7 separate regions of the Mus musculus genome follow, and regions 1, 3, 4, 5, 6 and 7 are each linked to region 2. The links are chromatin contacts, called in public promoter capture Hi-C maps. All regions are on one chromosome and are shown on one strand. The core of a region is the stretch at or near the end of the contact, and the rest is flanking DNA. Distances in the headings are between cores, read along the strand shown. Region 1 holds the start of Anapc2 (anaphase promoting complex subunit 2). Region 2 holds the start of Pmpca (peptidase (mitochondrial processing) alpha). Region 3 holds the start of Uap1l1 (UDP-N-acteylglucosamine pyrophosphorylase 1-like 1). Region 4 holds the start of Brd3os (bromodomain containing 3, opposite strand). Region 5 holds the start of Ndor1 (NADPH dependent diflavin oxidoreductase 1). Region 6 holds the start of Man1b1 (mannosidase, alpha, class 1B, member 1). Region 7 holds the start of Entpd8 (ectonucleoside triphosphate diphosphohydrolase 8).

Region 1 (3,010 bases), core at 244-2,743, 1.1 Mb before region 2:
AGATAAGAAAGGGAAAAACTGCAGGTCTTCTTACCAACAGGATATATGGTAGCTAGCAGACACAGATCTTGCAAAACAACCTTTATTGAAACACCAGAGGCCATGGGGATGGGCCCTAAGGTTTTGGTTCTGGAGTCAAGATTCTTTCTTCAACATGTCTGGCCTGGGGCCCTAGTGGCTGGGGAGACAAAGTGAGGGGCTCCCACAGTACTCAGACCAGGACCAGGACATTCCTGGTAGCCCAAAGGGATTCAGGAGCTTCAGAGAGAGGCCCCTCATGGAGCTGCTCAGGGTCCCCACAGCACATGTGAGTACGGAGCTGGGAACACCTCTTCCATTGGACTGTCCTAGGGCTTTTCTTGTCTAGGCAGGTGGAGGTCAGAAATTGCCCCTCTGGGCACCAGAGATAAAAGACATCTGAGGCCACGAAGAACAAAGATGCTTTAGGACAGACATGTTGAGGACTAAGCAGCCATAGGCCACGGCTGAAACAGGCACTCGTCAGCTGTCCTTGCCTCCACTACTCTTCTGGTCTGAAGCTGTGGCTTTAGTCAGGTTCCCAGCTTCTCTTTTGAGTACACTAAGCAGAGTCTGAGAGCTCTCCAGGATCTGGGGCCAGAGAAATAAAAGGATGTTATTTCTCTGGTAGGAAGGTCCCATTGCCTCAGGCTCTAATAATGGAGGATGGAAATCTCAATTTGGTCATCTGTGCTGTAGCCAACTGGTTATGGAGTAAAACCATCCTCCCTTCTGCACCTGTCCCAGAGCTCTTCCACCCTGCAAAGCCAGGCTGGGTTAATTCAGGCCCACACCGTGTACTCTGTCCAATACACCAATGCTCACTTTTGGAACCCACAGACAGCCCACTGTTCCACCTACAGCCTCTGAACCACAATGGGCCCTACCTAGCCTCAGATGGTAGTAAGGCACTCACAACAGACATCTGAGAGCCCCACCTTGAGGTAGGCGGCCTCGGTTTCTGCGATGGTCCGGTCAAACTCGTTGCGAGAGGCGATCTTGCGCGCCAGGTTCTCGTTGACGCGGGCCAACTTCTCCGTGAGCTGCCTCACCTCATTCTGTAGCCGCTGCTTTTCGTCCTCCTCTTGCTGGATCTGCCGGCACAGCTCCTCTCGCTTCTGACACAACTCCTCGATGCCTAGGGTGGGTGGGAAGACAGAGCTGTGGGTGGGGACTCGTGAGCTTCCGACCCCAACCAGCAATGACAGAGGGGCAGGCCGCAGAGCGGGGCTCGTGAGGCATGTCCACGCAGCCTCCCGAGTGGGTCGGCCGGCCCCGGCCCGCGGCCTTCAGTGCCCGACGCTCACACTTGACCAACTCGTTGTTGTAGTTCTGCAGCGCCGCGCCCTGTTGGGTCATGGTCTGCACCGCGTCCGGAAGCCTCAACCGCCGCCTGCACAGCTAAGTCCGCACCTGCGCACTGCCCACAAAGCGCGCGGGCTGGTGAACGTCACGGCTGCGCCACAGGTCCGCGCTTGCGTCATCACCGTGCGCTCTACTGGGCGGGTCTGTTTTGTGGACAGTGATGGAGGCCGAGGGTGTGGCGGTGGCGGCGGCGGCGGCGGCGGCGGCGGCGGCGGCGACAATTATTGCCTCCGATGACTGCGACTCTAGGCCTGGACAGGAGCTCTTGGTTGCCTGGAATACTGTGAGCACCGGTCTGGTGCCGCCGGCCGCGCTGGGGCTGGTGAGGCCGGGGAAAGGTTGTCGGGCCTGTGCAGATTTCCCGCGACTTTGCATACTTTAGGGGGTCCACCCTTGGGGCCTCACAGCTCCGTGGCCTGCCTGTAGTGGGCTTGCCTCCTTCCTCAGCTACCTGATTTGTTTGGTTCCCTGGCAGCTCTTCGGTTGCTGGGTTTTTCCATGCCCCTCCTCTCCCTTTACCCCTATTCCGCCCCTCTGCTCACGGTTTTCCGTGCTCCAGGCGTCTTCCCGGACCAGCGGTGCAGTCCCACCAAAGGAGGAAGAGCTTCGTGCAGCGGTGGAGGTTCTGAGGGGACACGGTCTGCACTCTGTCCTGGAGGAGTGGTTCGTGGAAGTGCTGCAGAACGACCTTCAAGGCAATATTGCCACGGAGTTCTGGAATGCCATCGCTCTGCGAGAAAACTCTGTCGATGAGCCCCAGTGCCTTGGGCTGCTCCTGGATGCGTTCGGTCTGCTGGAAAGCCGCTTGGATCCCTATCTGCATAGCCTAGAACTCCTAGAGAAATGGACTCGTCTGGGCTTGCTGATGGGCGCTGGAGCTCAGGGGCTTCGGGAGAAAGTTCACACTATGTTGCGGGGAGTCCTGTTTTTTTCCACCCCTAGGACATTCCAGGAGATGGTCCAGCGCCTCTATGGTCGTTTCTTGAGAGTCTATATGCAGAGCAAGAGAAAAGGAGAAGGGGGCACAGACCCGGAACTAGAGGGTGAGCTAGATAGCCGGTATGCCCGCCGCAGGTACTACCGACTTTTGCAGAGTCCTCTGTGCGCAGGATGTGGCAGTGACAAGCAGCAGTGCTGGTGCCGGCAGGCACTGGAGCAGTTCAACCAGCTGAGCCAGGTCCTGTGAGTACTGCTTCCTAACCATGCTGCGGTTTCTCTGCAAGCTTCATTAGTCCTGAATTCAAAAGACCTCTCAATAGAGCTTATAGACTAACTGGCGATGTCTTTTTTGCCCATACTTGTAACCAGGGATTATTGTTCATCACGTTTATACTGTCCTGGACATAGGCATAGGGTGTGTGTGCAGTATCTTTATGGGGAGAGCCCTCCTAGGTAAGGGACAGATGTGTGTTGTGGGTTCTCCATGAGCGGGGATCTTTTCTAGGCATAGGCTCAGTCTGCTGGAGCGGGTTTGTGCTGAGGCCGTGACAACCACCCTGCATCAGGTGACCCGGGAAAGGATGGAAGACCGCTGCCGAGGAGAGTATGAGCGCTCTTTTTTGCGTGAGTTTCACAAGGTGAGAATCACCTCTCTGGTCTGTTTCTTGTTAAAGGCAAAAGTGGAGTT
Region 2 (3,153 bases), core at 273-2,772:
AACCCTTGCCACTTTAAAAGAAACAAAAAATGCTGTGCCAAACAAAGGTCAAGTCCAGGGGTCCACCCACATTCAGGTAACTGATCTACCTCTGAGTCATATGCCCAGTTCCCCAGTAAAGCCTGTAGGTTGCTGAGGCTGACTTCACTCCACCCCCCTACACATACTACCCCCTGTGCGCACACACAAACACACAACACAGTGGGCTGAAGGCTACTGTAGGCGATTCAAAGCTGCTGAGATGCCACAGTGCATCTCAGGAACTGCTCTATGCCATCCCTTCCTCTGACCTTCTCTCCAACTACCCTAGTTGACCAGCCTCTACCTCCACACCTATCAGACTCAGTTGCTTATGTGGGTCTCATAACACCTACATCTTATGTCGCTTTTTTCTTTTTCTTGGTTTTTCAAGACAGGGTTTCTCTGTGTAGCCCTGGCTGTCCTGGAACTCACTCTGTAGACCAGGCTGACCTCGAACTCAGAAATCCGCCTACCTCTGCCTCCCAAGTGCTGGGATTAAAGGCGTGCGCCACCACTGCCCGGCTCCACTGCTCTTTTGGGCTCCAGGTATATACCCCTTAAACCCTGTCATCCTGAAAGCCCATGGCCAGACCCCTGCCAGGCACTGAGTCTAAGAGGGAAAGAAGACCCACTGAGCTACTCTACCTCCAAAGCGCGTCTCAGGGGCTCCCGAAGGACCTTGGTTAGTACATTTCCCCTTTCCATAGCCAAAACCTGCAAAAAGACATGGTCAGCTCACCGTGATCACAGCAAGCCTTATGACTGCAGCGTTTGTCCAGGGAGGTGAAGACCGCAGACGCCTGACTCCCACTGAGTCTGGGACTAGAAAGCTGTCTTCTGAGGCTGGATGCGGTAAACTACACATCCCTGCGCGCTCTAAGAGCAGCTGCAGGTGGAACGCAGACCCGCTAGGTCCAGCCCCTGGCCTTGCCCAAGCCGGTGGGCTTAAGTGGCCTCCGAGCTCCACCAGGCACTACCTTCCTGCCTTGAGGCGGGCGGGCGGGCTGTGGGGAGGGCTCCCCGCGCTGCCCAGCTCCGCACTGTGGCCGGCGCCCCGACCGACTCTCACCTGTGTCTCCTACCGAAGCCAGCACCGGGCTGGGCACATAGCACATAAACGTCGGCCGAAAGCCGAAGAGATGGGGGTGCAGGTCCCCGCCATGGGGGCGCTCACAGTCTAGCTGGGGGAGACAAGACCGGCGCTCATAGAACGCAGGAGCTGTAAGCGACAACGAGAGCGGCTTCACCGCGGGCCGCCGCCGCCCGCGCCCCCCGGCCCTGCCCCAGCCGCGCGCCGCTCACCGTCGGGAACCACAAGGCTCCGCGTCCGCGATAGAGGGGGCGCGCCCTGCCGCCGCGCGTAGCCCGACATCGCCGCGCCCTAACCCGGCCGCGGCCCCATGGCCCGCAAGGCAGTCGCCGGCCCCTGCCTCATCCGGCTCGGCGGGCCGGAAGCCAGCGCCGAACGCCGCGGGGCGGGGTCGGAAGCGGAAGTGACCGCAGAAGCGCGGCGGCGCGATGGCGACGGCAGTGTGGGCGGCTGCGCGGCTGCTTCGGGGATCTGCGGTGCTGTGCGCGCGGCCCAGGTGAGCCGAGGCCTGTCTCGGTGCGAGGAAGGGAGGACTCGGGGGAGTTGGTACCGGGGGGAACTGGAAGAGAAGAATGGGCCTCTGGATCAGAGCACAGGCGCCTTGGGCCTGGAGAAGGAGCTGGGGACTGGAACCTGGTTGGGAGTGGTCGGCAGAGTCCCTCGGCTGGAGCCTTTAGACCAAAGCGAAGCCCTGAGGGGCCGGGCTTGCCCAGGCCCATATGCACAGGAACTCGTTTCTCACGCAGCCTGCTGATCAGAGTGGACAGTGAAGCCCCAAAGACCGGGGTCGAAGAGATGGCTCAGTAGTTAGGCCTACTGACTGCTTCCCCTGGGTTTGGCTACCAGCGCCCATTTGGTGGCTCACAACCATCTATCTATAACTCCACTATCCAGGGGATCCAAAGCCCTCTTCTGACCTCCATGGACAACGGGCATGCCTGTGATGAACATACATCCGTGACATAAAATAAGACTAAATATTTTGCTGCTCTGCTGTAGGTTTGGATCTCCTGCACACAGACGGTTCAGCAGTGGTGCCACCTACCCCAACATCCCCCTCTCTTCTCCCTTGCCTGGAGTACCCAAGCCTATTTTTGCAACAGTTGATGGACAGGAAAAGTTTGAAACCAAAGTTACCACTCTGGACAATGGGCTTCGTGTGGCATCTCAAAATAAGTTTGGACAATTCTGTACCGTAGGAAGTAAGTTCTATTGGCCATTGTTTTGAAAACTTTCTGTTGATTAAATGTTTTGAATATTTGGCTTAACCTGTCCATTTTCTTTTTATTACCAGTTCTTATTAATTCAGGATCACGATATGAAGCGAAATATCTTAGTGGAATAGCTCATTTTTTGGAAAAATTGGCATTTTCGGTCAGTGTCTAATTTGTAATTTTTATAAGTTTTCAGTTTTCCTTTTTAAGAACTTGTATTAGTTAAGGATCTGAATATGAAGTTGGTGCTCACAAAAGACTTCTGACATGATTTTGTGTGTTTGAAAGCAAATGTACACTTAATGGATTTTGGGTTATTTACTTAAGCTTAATTATTTTTATAGTCCACTGCTCGATTTGACAGCAAAGACGAAATCCTGCTTACGCTGGAAAAACATGGTGGTATCTGTGACTGCCAGACCTCAAGGTATTTCATGTCCATCTGTCCTCCTCATCATGTCCTCCTCATCCTTGGTCAGAGTCTCTTAGAGTCTCTCTGAAAATCCACAGCATGCCTGATGTTGGGGACAGAAAGCATTCCATACTAGTTTCTTCTCTGACATCCTTTGACCTTTAATTGTCCAGGCCTTTACCTGGGAAGAATGCTAAGCTAAACAGGCAGGCTGCTGCTGGCTATCTGAAGCTGGGCATGTGTCCATGTGAAACCAGTCTTCATTTAGACCAGCTGGTTATTTGTCCAGGCCTAGGAAGCCCTGAGTGAGAGACTTCCTCTGTGAAGAGAGGAGAACCAGTTTCCTCTGGTTCCAAAGTATCTCATGGAGAGCTTCACTGTGGGCAGTTGTGGCTCCCAGAAGGCCTTCACACCCA
Region 3 (3,152 bases), core at 144-2,643, 1.0 Mb before region 2:
CCATCTATAAAGGAGAAAGGAGTAGGATACCCATGGACTGTGGCCTGATCTCCTGCTCAGTTTAGTAAGTGCTGCAGGTGCACAAACCAAGAGCCTGTGACTCCAGACTGGCCAGAGCCACATGCCCAGGGCCACATAGCCTGCCTGAGTACATCTTACCTGGGAGTCAGGCCTCCTGATCCACAGCTGTACTCTGTGGCCCAGGTGGGGCAACCTGTTCCTATCCAAGGTGTGGGCCATACCTGGGGCCATGGCAACTTTGTCTTTCCGTTCCAGGATGGCCTTGCCCTCAAAGGTCACAGCAGGTAGCATGCGCTGCTCGAACAGCACTACGTTAGTGGGGTCCAGGTGGAAGAAGTCATGCTCCTTGAAGAACTTGATTGTGGGTCCCAGGGTAAACTCACTGGTCATGATGTACCTGTAAATGTCCTAGCAGTGAGCTGCTTCCAGGGGAGTCCAGCTCAATCTGGCAAGTCTAGAAGGGGTTCAGTAATGGCAAGTACTGGGCTCTGTCTAGGGCCGTGCTAAGATTGGGTCTAAGGTCTTGGTGTGGGGTAGGCCTGGGTCAATTTAGGGGTGGTCTTTTTGGGAGGCTGGCATGGAGGACACACCAGGGCACAGTGCAGTGGGTCCCCTGTCGCTGGTCAGCCAACTGTTGGACACGCCGGATCCGCTCTGCTTGCAGTTGATACAGGGTCTTCTGGCTGGGCAGCCCAACTTGATACATGCCCTTTGGGTATGTGACGCCCAGGCGAGTGCCCTGCCCACCCGCCAGCAGCAGGACAGCTACCTTGTTCAGAGAAATCTGTCGGAAACCTGGAGGAGAGGTGCATCGTGAGATAAGGCCTCTTTCACTTTGGAGAACCACAAGTGAGCACGACTTCGGGGGTTACTAGGCACAGGAGGAAGAAGTTGCAAGGCAAATAACTCTCCGCTGCACTTCCCGAGTCCGTGTCCTCCACTCCGCCCCCACTACCCCCACCGCCCATAGGCTCTAACTCTTCCGGCCTCAACGGGCCGGACCTGCCCAACCCCAGCCTGGCACGGCGCTGCCTACCTTCCTCTTCCCACCGCAGGCGTGTCTCTTGGTCACAGCGGATCGCGCTGCCCACGCGTTCTGGGGGCAGGGGCTGCAGGCGCGCAGCCAGGTCCGGCAGAGGACCCGGAGCTAGCGCGCCCGCAGCTGCGGCGCGCTGGCAGTGCTCACGCAGCGCGTCGGCCTCCAATGAGGCGAGCTCCGCTAGCAGTGCGGCTCGGGCTTCCGGAGCCAGGTCGGCATAGAAGCGCAGGAGATGGTCCTGGCCCGCACGCTGCAGCTGTGCGCGTACATCCCTCTCCGAGTCCATACTGCAACTGCAGCGGCCGCCTCAGCCTGTACTCGTGACTTTCTGACCAATGTCACGAGACCAGGCCGGGGGCTGAGATCCCAGGGGGGCGGGCCCAGGGTGCGGCACCTCCACCCAGGACCCCGCCCCTTTTTCCTCTTGGGCTGCTGTTCTGTCTTCTTTGGCTTCTCCCATCTTTAACCCTTTTAATACAGTTTCCCCTGCGCGTTTCCGGACTTGAATCCTAGGATCTGGCCTCCCAGCATTCAAGGTGTACGGTCCAGAGCAGGCCTTCCTAGTACCCCAAGGTCTAGTCATTTCTCTCCTAAGTAATTCCCACCACGTGAATAAAACTGTTCTGTCTGGGCTGGTGAGATGGCTCAGTGGGTAAGAGCACCTGACTGCTCTTCCGAAGGTCCAGAGTTCAAATCCCAGCAACCACATGGTGGCTCACAACCATCCGTAACGAGATCTGATTCCCTCTTCTGGAGTGTCTGAAGACAGCTACAGTGTACTTACATATAAATAAATAAATAAATCTTTAAAAAAAAAAAAAAAAAAAAAAACTGTTCTGTCCTTGCCCCGGGGAAGAAAGAAGTCTGAGGTATCTGCACTGGGCTGACCAGACATAACCCAGCCTCCTCCCTGTCCACAGCCAGAAGGGTTGTCTGCAGCAGACTTGTTGCAGAGCCATTGTTTGTGGCATGAATTCCGGAGTAATGGCACTTACGCTTTGAAGTAGCCTTAGCGTAACTTAGTCCCAAGACATACCTGACAAACCAGGAAGTCTCGAATGGCTGAGAATTGCTTAGATGATGGTTCCTTCAGACAACCCCTAGATCAGATAAAAAAGGTTTTGGTGTGTGGAAATTGACTTGCTAAAAGTGCCTTTTGTGAAACTGGGAAAAGTTACTTCTGGAAAAAGTGCTTCTGGGAAGCAGCTAGCCTCCAATCCCCGATAGGCTGATGACTGTCATGTGTCAGTGTCTCTCTTTCTTCTGACTAATCCTCTGAGCAACCCAGAAGCAAGACAGCGGCCTGGGAGCCTCTCTCCTTAGAAGCTGAGCCTGAGAGGAGTCGGCTTGACCCTGTAAGCATTCACCTAGAACCCCCACTGCTAGCCTGGGGGCAGCAGGCAGACCCAGGCTAGCTTCAACCTGCACCCACCTCCCCTCACCTGCCTACCTTTAGGAACTCAGTTGTTCCAGACTGGCTCTGCATCCCCTTACTGCTTTAGTTTGCTTTTTCATAAAACCTCTTGTTTCTTTTTGTTGTTGTTGTTTTGTGTGTGTTGTTTTTTATTTTTGAGATGAGATTTCTCTGTGTAGTCCTGGCTGTCCTGAAACTCATTCTGTAGACCAGATGGGCCTCAAACTCAGAGATCTGCCTGCCTCTGCCTCCTAGTGTTGGGATTAAAGGTGAGCACCATCATCACCTGGTATAGATAAAACCTCTTGTAAAAAGTATAAAAGCAGGGCTAGAAAGACGGTTTAGTGGTTAAGAGCACTGCCTACCCTTCCTCACAACCATCTGTAATGGGATTCAATGTCCTCTTCTGGTGTGTCTGAAGTGTATTTACACATAAAATAAGTAAGTCTTAAAAAAATTTACGCCGGGCGTGGTGGCGCACGCCTTTAATCCCAGCACTCGGGAGGCAGAGGCAGGAGGATTTCTGAGTTCGAGGCCAGCCTGGTCTACAAAGTGAGTTCCAGGACAGCCAGAGCTAGACAGAGAAACCCTGTCTCGAAAAACCAAAAAAAAAAAAAAAAAAATTTACAAAAGCCATTTCTAAAAGTTTGAAGGTAAAGTGTATGGTGGCAAAGGTCT
Region 4 (2,971 bases), core at 268-2,767, 1.1 Mb after region 2:
GTCTTGCTAGGTAGCCTTGGTTGATCTGAAACTCATTGACTAGACTAAGCTGGCCTCAAACTCAGAGATCTGCCTGCCTCTGCCTCGAAAATTCCTGCCACCACCATCCCACCCTGCTCCTTTTCCAACACCCACTGATGTCAATATTCTTAACTGGCATCGGACTAAAGTGTGAAAATAGAACTTATGCAGAAAAATGATGGACACGGGGTCACAGTGTTTGGTCGGGTGTAATAGGAGTGTATGCTGAATTTTCCTGGGGCTTTAGGACAATTCAAATGAGCAGTATGTGGAATGGCGGAATTTCGCAGCTACTTTTGAAATGATGCATCCCACACCACATTAAATAAATTGAAAACAAATGTGCCCATCATCTGAGTGGGATGTCAATAATAACAGCAATAGGTCTGAGAAGGAAACTGCACAAAGAAAATAAGGACTGAAGACAAAGCTTAGCCTTAGAGCACTTGCCTAACATGCCCAAGGCCGTGGCGTCAAACTCCAGACCACAAAAGCTCCAACCCAAACATAAAATTAATCCCAGCACTGTGGGAAGCAGAGGCAGGTGGATTTCTGAGTTCGAGGCCAGCCTGGTCTACAAAGTGAGTTCCAGGGCAGCCAGGGCTATACAGAGAAACTCTGTCTCGAAAAAACAAAAAAAGAAAGAAAGAAAGAGAGAGACGGAGGGAGGGAGGGAGGGAGGGAGGGAGGGAGGGAGGGAGAGAGAGAGAGAGAGAGAGAGAGAGAGAGAGAGAGAGAGAGAGAGAGAAAGAAAGAAAGAAAGAAAGAAAGAAAGAAAGAAAGAAAGAAAGAAAGAAAGAAAGAAAGAAAGAAAGAAAACCTCAGAAACCATGTTAGGATCGAGAACTGGGAAGGTGCCTAATGCTAACTCCTAATCCCTCTTCAGCATCTCCTCCAGGTTTCCTAGCCGCTCCTCACCCTCCATGCTCCTCCTTACAATGCCCCCAAGCTCTTCTCCCCAGCTCTTAGCCCCATCTCCCTCCCAGTCCTGACTCCAGAGTGTCTTCCCCAGGCTCCTTTTCTATCCTGGCTTCTCCCTTTGTGTTTACCACCCCCTCCACTCTGCAATGCCCACTCTGCTTCCCCCAAACGCCTCTTCTTCCTCTGCCTCTTCAGGCTCCTCCTCTCAATCCTCATCCTCTCCTCCCTAGCTCTGTCTTCTCCTAGCATTCCTTTCATGCTCCCCCCTCCAGAGCCTCCCCATCTCCTAGATTCTTCCCCCACTACACACTCCCAAATTTCTCGGGATCCTCCTCTCTCTCCACTCTCTCCTTATCCTGGATCTCGCTCTGCCTCTTTCTCCGGCTCCTCCTCTCTTCAAGCTCCTCCCCTCTCCCTTTTCTCTGGATCTCCTCCTCCCCCTATTCTCTCCGCCCCCTAACCTAAGTTCTCTCCAAGCTCCCCCTCCCACTCCAGTCCTTCCCCTTTCCTTCCCCACCGCCCTCTGGACGCTCCTCCTCTCCCTCTAGGTCTTTGGCCCCGCCCACAGAATGATCGATGTGTCCGTCTGCAGGCTGGTCCTCGGTGCTCGGCTCGCCACGCCTGCGACGCTGCCATGGAGACGTAGCCGCGGCCTCCTGGCTCTGCCCGGGACCTGGATCCCTTGCGTCAGCAGGCCCACGCGTGTCCGCGAGCGCCGGTGGCAAAGTCTGCTTCGCTGGAGCATCCGGGCAAGCGGTGACTTTGCTGGCCGCTGGGGCGTAGGGCTCGCATCCTTCCTCCTTCCAGTAGCTCTCTACTCCATAGCTGAGGACCGCTTCTCTCACCAGCGGAGAGGAGACCCTGGGACCGCCAACCGTCTGTGGGTTATTAAGGGACCTGCGATTGTCCATCCGCCTCATCCTTCCGCTCAGCTCAGCTCAGCAAGCTGCATCCGTGAGTAACCTCGCTTGAACACTCTGGCCCATAGAGGCTGCTCCTGGTGGTGAGGCCCATGCTGGGCCTGTCCCCGACTCCCCTCCCCTTCCGACAGTTTCTTCCCTTTGTAGTGTCACCCTTGGTAAGAGTGGAAGACTGGCTAGAAGAAAGGACCTGAACCAACGCTTAGTCCACATCCCCATTGTGTTTTGAGCGGGGTGGACAGGCCAGCCCCTGCTGCAGACACCCTGGATACATCTCTTTGAGCTCAGCAGTATTGCAGCGGCAGTGGACACCTGATAAGCTTCCCAGGAGTGGTGTGGAGTCACTGTCAACACTAGAGCACTTTGTCTGGAATGGCTCTCACGTGGCTCCTGAATGGTCAGAGATGTGTCTTGGATTCTCCTGCCCTCCTGAGGATCTTGCCTATGGAAGGTCTAAGTTACCTACTTTCACTATTAAGTTGAACAAGGACTCCCAAACCCAACAGCCATCAAGGTTGTTGGCCAACTAGTTACAAAGCACAGCAGCCGGCTGTTCCTGGCCTAGGAGGAAAGCCAGGTGTGCAGGACGCTGGGCCTGTGGGATGAGTGGGCGAGTCCCGCTGGCAGAAAAGGCCCTGTCAGAATCCTATGCCCGCCTCCGGTACAGGGATACGTCCTTGCTCATTTGGCAACAAGAGCAGCAGAAGTTGGAGTCTGTACCACCTAGTACATACCTGAGCAGAAGCCGCAGCATGTGGTACTCCCAGTATGGAAATGAGGCCATCTTAGTTCGAGACAAAAACCAGCTTGGGGTCTCTAGGGACACTGGCCAGTCTAAGTTTTGCTCAATCATGTAATTCCAGGGAGAAGACCCTTGATGGCCATGAAGATCAAGCCGTGGTATAAAAACGCAACACCCAAGAATGTCATCCAACACTTTATTAGGGGCACAACAGGTACCTAGATGCTCCTCTCACTGCCCAAGCCCAGGAAATGCTTCCAAACAAAAGGGAAGCAAGAGAGACACACACCCCGACCCTCACCTGCTGTGAGCTGCTGCCTGATATAGAATGGATCAGGTCCAGGGTAAGGAGGTGACTCTTCTTGCA
Region 5 (2,997 bases), core at 260-2,759, 1.1 Mb before region 2:
CCTGGCATCTGCCATAACTGGTCCTCTCAATCCACAGGTGGAATTACTTTGAATTGTTTGTTTGTTTTGTTTTGTTTTTTGAGACAGGGTTTCTCTGTATAGCCCTGGCTGTCCTGGAACTCACTTTGTAGAACAGGCTGGCCTCGAACTCAGAAATCCGCCTGCCTCTGCCTCCCGAGTGCTGGGATTAAAGGCGTGCACAACCTCCCCCGGCTTTACTTTGGGTTCTTGTGCTGTGATTCTGCCCTCATCTTTTATATCCCTCTGATTACACACCCTGCTGAGTCTACCTTTTGGGCTCTCTGGAATATGCCTGATTTATTCAGCCTTGGGCCACCACCCAGCTCAAGGCACGTGTGCACCTCCTGCTTACGGGGATATATTTATTGCCTAGCATTATTCTTGCCATGTTCAGATAGGTGGTGGTCTTGCTACACTGACAGCATCACTGTGTCAATTCCATAGTCCCTATAGCTTTCATCTTAATAGGACATTTCACTGTAGCTATCCAGGATTTTTGAATGAACCTTTCTTCCTACCCCTTTTCTGTCAGCACAGTTCATGGCTGGGGAATCCTCAACTTTCTGCCCTTTACACAGGTTGCTTCTCACCACCATCTGCCCCTCCTTTTATTAATTTATTTTAGAGACAGGTTCTATGTAGCCCTGGCCAGCTCCATCTGCTCCTGCCTCCCAAGAGCTAGAATTAAAGGTGTGCTCCTTCCTTCCCAAGAGTTGTGTACGATTTCAGGACCCCCTTTACTCTCTGAACATCTGGCACTTTCCCTAGCACCAGGTGTGGTTTTAAGAGCTATTTCTCTCCTCGGATCTACAAAAAGAATCTCTCTCAAAGGCACCTCTCATACTCAACACGCGTTGAAGGGAAGCTATTTCTGTGCACGCTGGGACTCTTATACAGCAATGAAAACAGGATGAGGGTACACATTAGGCCAACCTTACCTTCATGTTGTCAGGAGGGTCTCCTTGGCCTGTGGTCGCACAAACAAATATCACCAGGGGCTCCCTAATGAGATTCGCCTCGAGGACAAGACACAAGTAGATGTAAGGTCTCTGGCAGCCTTGATCAGTGCCCTCCCTGCACCGCATCCCACCACCACCTTCACCTAGGGGAACAGAGTAAAAGTGTTTGGACACTTATTCCCACTGGCTACCAGGCTTTACTTTCTCAGGCCTCAACCTAGTGCCTCCCTTTCCCCTGAATCCGCTTGGGCCCAAAGGGCCTCACTCAAACGTCCTCCATCCGAGGGCGCGAAGTCCGGTGGAGGGTCTCCGCCGTAGCGCCCGAGCCTCACCACGGAGTAAGAGTCCAAAGCCTGCACGCGGCAACCTAGCCGCCGGCGCCGGGCCTCACGGCCCAGCCTCTCCGCCTCGTCCTGGGCTGTACCAGTCTGGCTGCCGAAAAGCACCAGGAGCTGTGGAACCTGCATTACTGCACACGCCGGCCAGAACCGCACACCTCACCAACTTCCCCCTTCCGCTGTCAACAGGAAATGACGCGTTTCAACTGCGCCAGCGGGGGGAGGGGCGGGGATAGCATCTGGACACCACGGGCTTCTGCTAGCCTCCGGTTCCGGGTCCGGGGTTGGGGTCCTCAGGGTCGCAGAGCCCCAGGGCCGGCGTCCAGGCCAGGTTGGGCTGCTTGCTGCCTCCCGTGTGCAGCGGCGGCAGCAGGCGGTCGCCAGGTCTGCGGTCGGAGACGTCACAGCCCGGTGCGGGGCACCGGTGGCCGGTGTTAAGCAGGCGCGATGTTATTCTCGCTGCGGGAGCTGGTGCAGTGGCTGGGCTTCGCCACCTTTGAGATATTCGTGCACCTGCTGGCCCTGTTGGTGTTCTCCGTACTGTTGGCACTGCGAGTGGATGGCTTGACTCCGGGCCTCTCCTGGTGGAACGTCTTTGTGCCCTTTTTCGCCGCCGACGGGCTCAGTACCTACTTCACCACCATCGTTTCCGTTCGACTCTTCCAAGATGGGGAGAAGCGACTGGCTGTGCTGCGCCTCTTCTGGGTTCTCACCGTCCTTAGCCTCAAGTTTGTCTTTGAGATGTTGCTGTGCCAGAAGCTAGTGGAGCAGACTCGAGAGCTCTGGTTCGGCCTGATCACGTCTCCGGTCTTCATTCTCCTGCAGCTGCTCATGATCCGGGCTTGTCGCGTCAACTAGCCTCTTGCAGTGGCTGGAAATGGAGCACTGCGCAGCTGGAGTTCTGGACCTCCCGGTCCTGACCCAACTTGGTGCCACACTGGTGGAGCTTTGGTCAGAAATCAGTGTTTGCTTGTGCCCAGTTTACTGTCCAGTTTTCTTTATATATAAGATCGTTTCCTCGAGCAAAGCTTAAAAGTGAAGTCTTGTTTATTAAAACTTATTTCCAGTTATTCATGCTCTGAATTGCCAGTCAATACTGAACTTTTCCAGCATTTGGAGACTGCATATAAGTAAAATATCCTGCTGGGCTCTGAGTATTTCCCATGGTGATGTGCCCCCTTTATAAATCAGCTTGTTCACTCAGCAGCACTGACCTCAGAGCATGTCCCTTCATCTGTCCAGGGCAGACTTATACGATTGATAAAGAGGGCTGGCATCCCTTTTCCTCTTTTCTGCCAAAGACTAGCCTTTTGTTCATTCCACCTCACAAAGACAAAGAGAAAGCAGACTGTTGAGAAAGGGCATGAATAGGGCCCTGTGTGGGTATCTGCCATCTGAGAAAAAATTCTGGTCTCAAGGCATTGCTTGATTTCCTGGCTCAACCGATTGCAGTTTTTTTTTTTTTTTTTTTTTTTTTTTTTTTTTTTTTTTTTTTTTTTTTTTAAAGATTTATTTATTTATTATATGTAAGTACACTGTAGCTGTCTTCAGACACTCCAGAAGAGGGCATCAGATTTTGTTACGGATGGATGTGAGCCACCATGCGGTTGCTGGGATTTGAACTCAGGACCTTCAGAAGAGCAGTCGGTGCTCTTAACCACTGAGCCATCACACCAGCC
Region 6 (2,960 bases), core at 304-2,803, 1.1 Mb before region 2:
TCTTATATATGGCCTATAATGAATTTCTGTGTGCTTAAAGGTATAGCTTCCCATTGTTTGAGTACTGTTAGACAAGACTTCACTCACTCTGGGGCCCAGGCTGGCTTGGAACTATGTAACTTCCTTACCTCTGCAGTGTTAAGAGTCTGTATATGGGCACAGACAGGTGTTGCTTTGCTTTAATTATGAGAAGGGCAAGGTTACTTCATCATTGCTCTCTGTGGCTGACTTGGTTTTCCTCTTTCAACCCCTTCAAGACCTTCAATGTCGCTAGATTCTGAACTTGGACAAGGATTTGTCCCACAGTGGCTTATCATTCTTGCCTGGCTTGAATTGGAAGATTTTCAGCTCCAGATTTTGTTTTGGTCTAACAAACTCTTCCTATTTCTTCCCTCAAAGGTTTATTTTTTTTTTTAACGTAGAGCTCTAACTAGCCCTTTGGTATGCCAACTGCCACCTCATGGTCATAAGCAGTAGCAGAACGTGGGAATGTGTAGACCTGGCTTGAGTTGGCGTGAATAGCCAACAAGAACTCCGCCTTCATTTTGGAAGATATGCAGACCTCAAAGTCATTGCACCATCTGCCATGGTTCCGAAAACCTACATTTGAGAGCACTATTGTAATAGCGATCTGTGAGGACTTAAAAGTAGGGAAGGGGCCGGGTGTGGTGGCGAACGCCTTTAACCCCAGCACTCGGGAGGCAGAGGCAGGCGGATTTCTGAGTTTGAGGCCAGCCTGGTCTACAGAGTGAGTTCCAGGACAGCCAGGGCTATACAGAGAAACCCTGTCTCGAACCTCCCCCAACCCCACAAAAAAAAAAAAAAAAAAATGTAGGGAAGGGGCGCGGGATCAGGTAGGTCTTCTGTAGGAGATTCAAACTAAATGATCGCAACGTAGGGAACTCTCCAAATGCTCAGAAATACCACAAGTAAGTTGGGAAGCAGCAGTTTCACCCACCGGACAGTGGGCAGTTTTGTCGTTTTGCATGTTTTCCTCGAGGGAACCACGCGCACGGAAAAGTGAGGTCGTTTTAAACCCGTTGCCGAGTACGTAGGTAGGGCTAGGAGCGGAATGGTCGCAGAAAGGGTCGCTCCCAGGCCGGAGCGACTAGAAAGGCCAGGCCGCGGCCTCAGGGCGCAGAGCCACCCCAGGACTCAGCCTCAGCAGGGCCGTCCCTTCCTCCGGTCAGGAGTTTTGCGTTTCACCTCCAGGCGCGCCAGGGTGATGCCCGCTCCCCGAGATCGAGCGCAGGACTCCGGCAAGGGTGATAGTCCACAACTCAAGCCAGACGTAACTGCAACAAAGAACACTTCTCCAAACCGTAGTCAGTCCGCCCCCAACAGGGAGTCTGCAGGACGCCTGCAATGGAGCGGATGCGCGCGATTCAGCGACGTAAGGACGCGATGAAATAACGTCAACGGCACAGGGGCGGGTATCGTGACGCCAGTGACCCGCCAGGAAATACCAGCACAAGGGTGTACGCAGGCGCGGTGCTTAGACTAGGGTTCTGAGCTTGCGCAACGACCGATAAGACGCGGCGCGTGCGCACTGGTGTTTAGGGCGATGGGCGGGGTGTGGATGCCTTCGTTATGGCAGCCCGCGGTCTTTCTCAGTCTTGGGCTTCCTGACGCCTCCAGCAAGCGAGGTCTTTTGGGCCGGCTTCGCAGTTATGTACCCACCGCCGGCGCCGCCGCCGGCGCCTCACCGGGACTTCATCTCGGTGACGCTGAGCCTGGGCGAGAGCTACGACAACAGCAAGAGCCGGCGGCGGCGCTCATGCTGGAGGGTGAGGCGGGGTCCGGGCTGGGGAAGCCTTACCGAGGGAAGTACCTAGCTGGAGCGTTCGTGTCTCTTCCAGCGTCCAGAAGTTTCTGTGCTGCGTCTGGTTCTCGCAGCTTGGGTTTCGGTGTGGTTGCTTCCCCTGCCTAATGTCAGGTGCCCTGGGGATCCTGAGCTGAGGGGGCAATGAGCACAGCCCGTATGGTCCGACGATGCCTGAGCCAAGTCATGGGGATTTCAGGAGTTTTTCTCCAGTGCACGTGCAGCTGGACACATGGTGTACAGATCTTGTGCCATGTATGGGATGGTGTGCTCTGTCACCTCTAGCACTGTTCTGTCAATGTAAACTTTGCTGAGAGGGAACTTACCTGCCCTCAAGTAAGGACAAGCCTTACATAAGGGTCTCTCTGAATTGCTCTTTTAACCGAATCTGTGACAAGTGTCATTTTCCCGGCTCTTTCTTAGAAATGGAAGCAGCTTTCGAGGCTACAGCGGAATGTGATTCTCTTCGTCTTGGGCTTTCTGATTCTCTGTGGATTCCTGTACTCTCTTCATACGGCTGACCAGTGGAAAGGTATGAAATACCAGTGGTGCTCGAGCAGAGGAGATGCAGGCTGAGGTCAGATACAGTATTGCAATCCAGATAAAACAGTACCACAAGGCATGTGGTGACAGATTGGCAATAAATACAGCAGAGGGGAAAATGTGGAGCCCAGTATGACCAACTGGTGTACAGGTGACCCTGTAGGTCTTTGGGCCAACAGTGCTGTCCCTCCCCTCCCCATCAGTCTATAGCAGCAGATCAGCACTAATCACATGTCCCTACCACGTGGTACAGTGTGTTTGCCTGGGACCAGTGGATATCCTGAGAGGATCCTAGGATTCCTTCTGGGCTGCTTTAAGGTTGGAAACCCAAACATTGCTTCAGATTGCTCAAGTCAAGCTGCCTGTTTGGGCACTATTAAATTGATATGTTGCGGGGCTGAGGGGGTTGTTGTATGTTGTGTTTAAGGACACACTCTGCCAAATGCTTGAAAAAGAATTCAGCCTGGAAAAGACTGTGGTCTTCACACTTGGGAAATAGAGGTAGGAGGATCAGGAGTTGAGGCTAGCTTGGGCTACATAAAACCCTGCTCAAGCTGGGAGGTGGTGGCGCTTTTAATCCCAGCACTTGGGAGGG
Region 7 (2,991 bases), core at 488-2,987, 1.3 Mb before region 2:
GTGAGGTCATTCTTGGACCCCAACAAAACAAAACAAACAAACAAACAAACAAACAAAAAACTGATATTGTAAAAGTCCTGCAAGTAGTGTTGGTTTTGAAGGCATGAAGGGGTCCTGGAGAGTAGCTGAGACTTGGTGAGACTTGGCACTGAGTGGCAGGGCTGAACTTCTAAAGAGATGTCAGAGGAGGCCATTGGTGAAGGTGAGTGAATCCTCAATTGCATGAACCCGGGATTGAAGGGAGTGCCTTCATTCCTGTGGGGTATGCTACAGGATACAAAGTCACAGAATTTCAGAGTGCTTGGAGGCTCAGGGAACACTCTGGCTTTGACTAGTCCAGAAGGCAGCAACATTCACTGTGAGGTTGCTCTGAAGCAGAGCTAATTGTGCTGGCTAGTTTTTATGTCCATATGATACAAGCCAGAGTCATTTTGAGAGAGGAAACCTCAACTGAGAAAATGTCCCCACCAGACTGGCCTCTAGGCAAGCTTGTAGAACATTTTCTGGATTAATGATTGATGTGGAAGTGCCCAGCTCACTGTGGGCGGTGCCACCCTTGCACTGGTGACCCTGGGTTGTATAAGAAGGCAGGCCAAACAGGGAAGAAAGAGCAAGCCAGTAAGCAGCACTTCTCCACAGCCTCTGCATCAGCTCCTGCCTCCAAGTTCCTGTCCTGCTTGAGTTCTTGCCCTAACTTTCCTCAGTGATGAACTGTTACCTTGAAGTGTAAGCCAAACAAGCCCTTTCTTCCCCAAGTTATTTTTGGTTATGATGTTTTATCACAGCAATAGAAACCCTAAAAGAACACCATCTGTCTGTCTATCTGTCTATATCTATTATCTGTCTTCTATCTATCTATCTATCTATCTATCTATCTATCTATCTATCATCTCTATCATCTCTATCTCTATTTCCTATATATCTATTATCTATCTATCATATATTTATCTTGTCTCTATTATATATTATCTATCATCTGTCTATATCTATCTATTCATCTACCTATCTATCTACTATTTATCCATTTATCTACTATCATCCATCTGAGACTGAGTCTTTCACTGAACCCGAAGCTCTGCAGTTTAGCTAGACTGGTTAGCCAGGAAGATGTCGAAATTCACCAGCTTTTGCCCCCAACCCTGTCCACAACACTGGGATTACAGACATGGGCCACCATACCTAGCTTTTATGTCAGTGTCGTGCCTCTGAACTCAGGACCTCATGCTTGTATGGCAAGCTCTTTGCCCACTGAACTATCATCTCTCCAGCTCCATTTTCTCCATTTTTTTTTTTTTTTTGAGGCTAGGTCTCCCCTACAAGCTGGCTTTGTACTCATAGGATGACCTAAAACATCTGATCCTCCTGCCTCCTGAGTGCTAGGACTTCATCAGGTACCTCCACATCGATTTCCTATGGTGCCGCGGCTTGAACATAGGACTTCCTGCATGCTAGGTAAACAATTCTACCTATATTTAACCGAGCTTTATCCAGTACCTTATGTTTTAAAATCCCAACAGGTCTAAAGAAAAGTGACTTTCTCTGACTCACCTACATTTGCAGCTCTGCAGCTCTGCAGCACCCAGCCCTGTAGCCTCTGGACGCTCAGTCACTTGTTACTTGACTCCATCTGGCCTGGCCCAAGTAAGAAGGGCAGAGGACAAGGTCCACAGTAAGCGGGAGGGTGTCCCTAGTCCTGCCTTCTCTGTCATCCCCAGGTCAGTTCCAAAGTCCGTCCTGACAACTAGGGACGCTGCTCTTCCTCCCTCCACAGGAGCAAGATGTAAGCCTGGAATTAATGAGATAGAGTAAAATTAGTAGATGCCAGAGCAGCAGCTAGAGAGCAGCCTGCTCCTCCCACCACAGCCCCAGGTTCAAGTAGGTGGAGACGGGGTGTGGAGGACAGCAGGTGTGCAGGTCAGAAGCAGAACTTCCTCAAGCTATCCTTGAAAGTTGGCTCCCAGTGCAGGTGAGCGACCTCAGGGGCTGTCCTGGTCTGTGGGCTGGCTTTGGTAGGGGAGTGCCTTTCCTGGGTGAGTGAGGGGACTGCCTGTCCTGGGTGAGGGGAGCCTGCCTTGTGCTTTTTGTATAACAACCCAGTCTCAGGTATGACACCCCTGAGGTGCGGTCTGTGTTTTCTTAGTTACTACCTGTGACCCACTTGTCCCTGTGCTTTGGGGTGCTGGCTGGAGTTACAATTCAGTCTCTGGGCAGGTCATTTGTCCTTTTTCCTCCGTTTCCCTTACTTCAGATGAGCTAGTGCCCCATTTAGCCTGTCCCTAGGAGTCCTAACCTCTGTTTACCATTCTTGAAACACTGGGAGTATTTTCATTCTTGGGGGATATGCCATGAGATACCAAGTCACAGAATTTCGAAGTGCTTGGATTCTCAGGGAACACCCCGGCTTTGCCAAGTTCAGTAGGTAACAACAGCCACTGTGAGGTATGTTCTGAAGCAGAGCTGACCAGGAGCTGCCTAGTGGCTTCTCTGTACATTGGTAGGCTGGGTAGGTCAGGACTCGGAATCCCTGCTGGGCTCCAGAGGAGATACGGGTATAGATGTCTTGAGTACTGTGGAGAATAGCATTCCATGGTCAGCTGCCCAGGTTCATCCGGGGTCAGCTAAAATCTCTCAGATCTCCATTAGAGAAATCCAAGTTTAGGATTTCAAGAAAAATCAGATGTCTTTGTTAAGAAGAATAGAATGCTAGCTGGCCTCTTGAGGGGCCCACACCTGGCCCCTGGATTCCATGTAGCATGGTTCTGAGGCTCCCAGAAAGAAGTCCAGCACTGGGAGACTCTGAAGTCCTGAGTTCAGTCCAGACATGGGACTCTTCATGGGGAATCAAGAGAGCAAGGGTCCAGAGGGAGAGGAAGGGTGATGCCTACGTAGGAGGTCTAGATGGGGCTTCATTAGCCCTTGATAGTGGCACCAGAAATGTCCATCTTGGCTCCACTGGGCTGTACCCTCTGTACTGGCCCCCAGGCTCTGTGA

What was found. Promoter capture Hi-C pulls out the DNA fragments that hold promoters and counts their contacts.
Region 1: a promoter capture Hi-C map of the C10 cell line shows a contact between it and region 2, with 4 times the contacts expected there. The contact joins the promoter of Anapc2 here to the promoter of Pmpca in region 2. A contact is called at or near these places in 2 of 39 promoter capture datasets (the C10 cell line and liver) and 2 of 115 datasets of contacts at active chromatin or transcription factors (large pre-B cells and pancreatic cancer cells).
Region 3: a promoter capture Hi-C map of hematopoietic stem and progenitor cells shows a contact between it and region 2, with 2.7 times the contacts expected there. The contact joins the promoter of Uap1l1 here to the promoter of Pmpca in region 2. A contact is called at or near these places in 7 of 39 promoter capture datasets (the HPC-7 cell line, the SN4741 cell line, embryonic stem cells and 3 more), 2 of 484 Hi-C or Micro-C datasets (both in embryonic stem cells) and 1 of 115 datasets of contacts at active chromatin or transcription factors (pancreatic cancer cells).
Region 4: a contact with region 2 is called in a promoter capture Hi-C map of liver, with 4 times the contacts expected there. The contact joins the promoter of Brd3os here to the promoter of Pmpca in region 2. A contact is called at or near these places in 9 of 39 promoter capture datasets (cranial neural crest, embryonic stem cells, frontonasal cranial neural crest and 5 more), 1 of 115 datasets of contacts at active chromatin or transcription factors (stem cell-derived neural progenitor cells) and 2 of 9 other capture datasets (adipose tissue and liver).
Region 5: a contact with region 2 is called in a promoter capture Hi-C map of liver, with 2.2 times the contacts expected there. The contact joins the promoter of Ndor1 here to the promoter of Pmpca in region 2. A contact is called at or near these places in 4 of 39 promoter capture datasets (the SN4741 cell line, hippocampal neurons, liver and 1 more) and 2 of 115 datasets of contacts at active chromatin or transcription factors (large pre-B cells and pancreatic cancer cells).
Region 6: a promoter capture Hi-C map of liver shows a contact between it and region 2, with 4 times the contacts expected there. The contact joins the promoter of Man1b1 here to the promoter of Pmpca in region 2. A contact is called at or near these places in 6 of 39 promoter capture datasets (the C10 cell line, the SN4741 cell line, hippocampal neurons and 2 more), 1 of 115 datasets of contacts at active chromatin or transcription factors (microglia) and 2 of 9 other capture datasets (liver and macrophages).
Region 7: a promoter capture Hi-C map of liver shows a contact between it and region 2, with 2.2 times the contacts expected there. The contact joins the promoter of Entpd8 here to the promoter of Pmpca in region 2. A contact is called at or near these places in 1 of 39 promoter capture datasets (liver) and 1 of 9 other capture datasets (adipose tissue).

What each region holds. Positions count from the first base shown.
Region 1 is chr2:25,270,973-25,273,982 of GRCm38.p6, forward strand. Anapc2 (anaphase promoting complex subunit 2) reads left to right here and starts at 1,494. Exons shown (of 13, transcript NM_175300.4): 1 at 1,494-1,705; 2 at 1,943-2,565; 3 at 2,828-2,960. The coding sequence starts at 1,544. Ssna1 (SS nuclear autoantigen 1) reads right to left here and starts at 1,446. Exons shown (of 3, transcript NM_023464.2): 1 at 1,326-1,446; 2 at 957-1,156; 3 at 67-609. The coding sequence starts at 1,377. The coding sequence ends at 502.
Region 2 is chr2:26,387,826-26,390,978 of GRCm38.p6, forward strand. It overlaps Pmpca (peptidase (mitochondrial processing) alpha), which reads left to right and starts at 1,523. Exons shown (of 13, transcript NM_173180.3): 1 at 1,523-1,607; 2 at 2,111-2,313; 3 at 2,406-2,485; 4 at 2,670-2,752. The coding sequence starts at 1,540. Entr1 (endosome associated trafficking regulator 1) reads right to left here and starts at 1,491. Exons shown (of 10, transcript NM_026563.3): 1 at 1,324-1,491; 2 at 1,091-1,240; 3 at 667-735. The coding sequence starts at 1,393.
Region 3 is chr2:25,364,270-25,367,421 of GRCm38.p6, forward strand. It overlaps Uap1l1 (UDP-N-acteylglucosamine pyrophosphorylase 1-like 1), which reads right to left and starts at 1,394. Exons shown (of 9, transcript NM_001033293.3): 1 at 1,058-1,394; 2 at 612-816; 3 at 243-418; 4 at 1-4. The coding sequence starts at 1,346.
Region 4 is chr2:27,440,919-27,443,889 of GRCm38.p6, forward strand. Brd3os (bromodomain containing 3, opposite strand) reads left to right here and starts at 1,518. Exons shown (of 2, transcript NM_001360791.1): 1 at 1,518-1,896; 2 at 2,010-2,971. The coding sequence starts at 2,465. The coding sequence ends at 2,719.
Region 5 is chr2:25,253,905-25,256,901 of GRCm38.p6, forward strand. It overlaps Ndor1 (NADPH dependent diflavin oxidoreductase 1), which reads right to left and starts at 1,510. Exons shown (of 14, transcript NM_001082476.2): 1 at 1,313-1,510; 2 at 960-1,037. The coding sequence starts at 1,447. Tmem203 (transmembrane protein 203) reads left to right here and starts at 1,535. Exons shown (of 1, transcript NM_177344.3): 1 at 1,535-2,448. The coding sequence starts at 1,766. The coding sequence ends at 2,176.
Region 6 is chr2:25,331,190-25,334,149 of GRCm38.p6, forward strand. Man1b1 (mannosidase, alpha, class 1B, member 1) reads left to right here and starts at 1,554. Exons shown (of 13, transcript NM_001029983.2): 1 at 1,554-1,787; 2 at 2,246-2,354. The coding sequence starts at 1,671. AA543186 (expressed sequence AA543186) reads right to left here and starts at 1,382. Exons shown (of 2, transcript NR_027448.1): 1 at 959-1,382.
Region 7 is chr2:25,078,586-25,081,576 of GRCm38.p6, forward strand. Entpd8 (ectonucleoside triphosphate diphosphohydrolase 8) reads left to right here and starts at 1,738. Exons shown (of 10, transcript NM_028093.1): 1 at 1,738-1,966.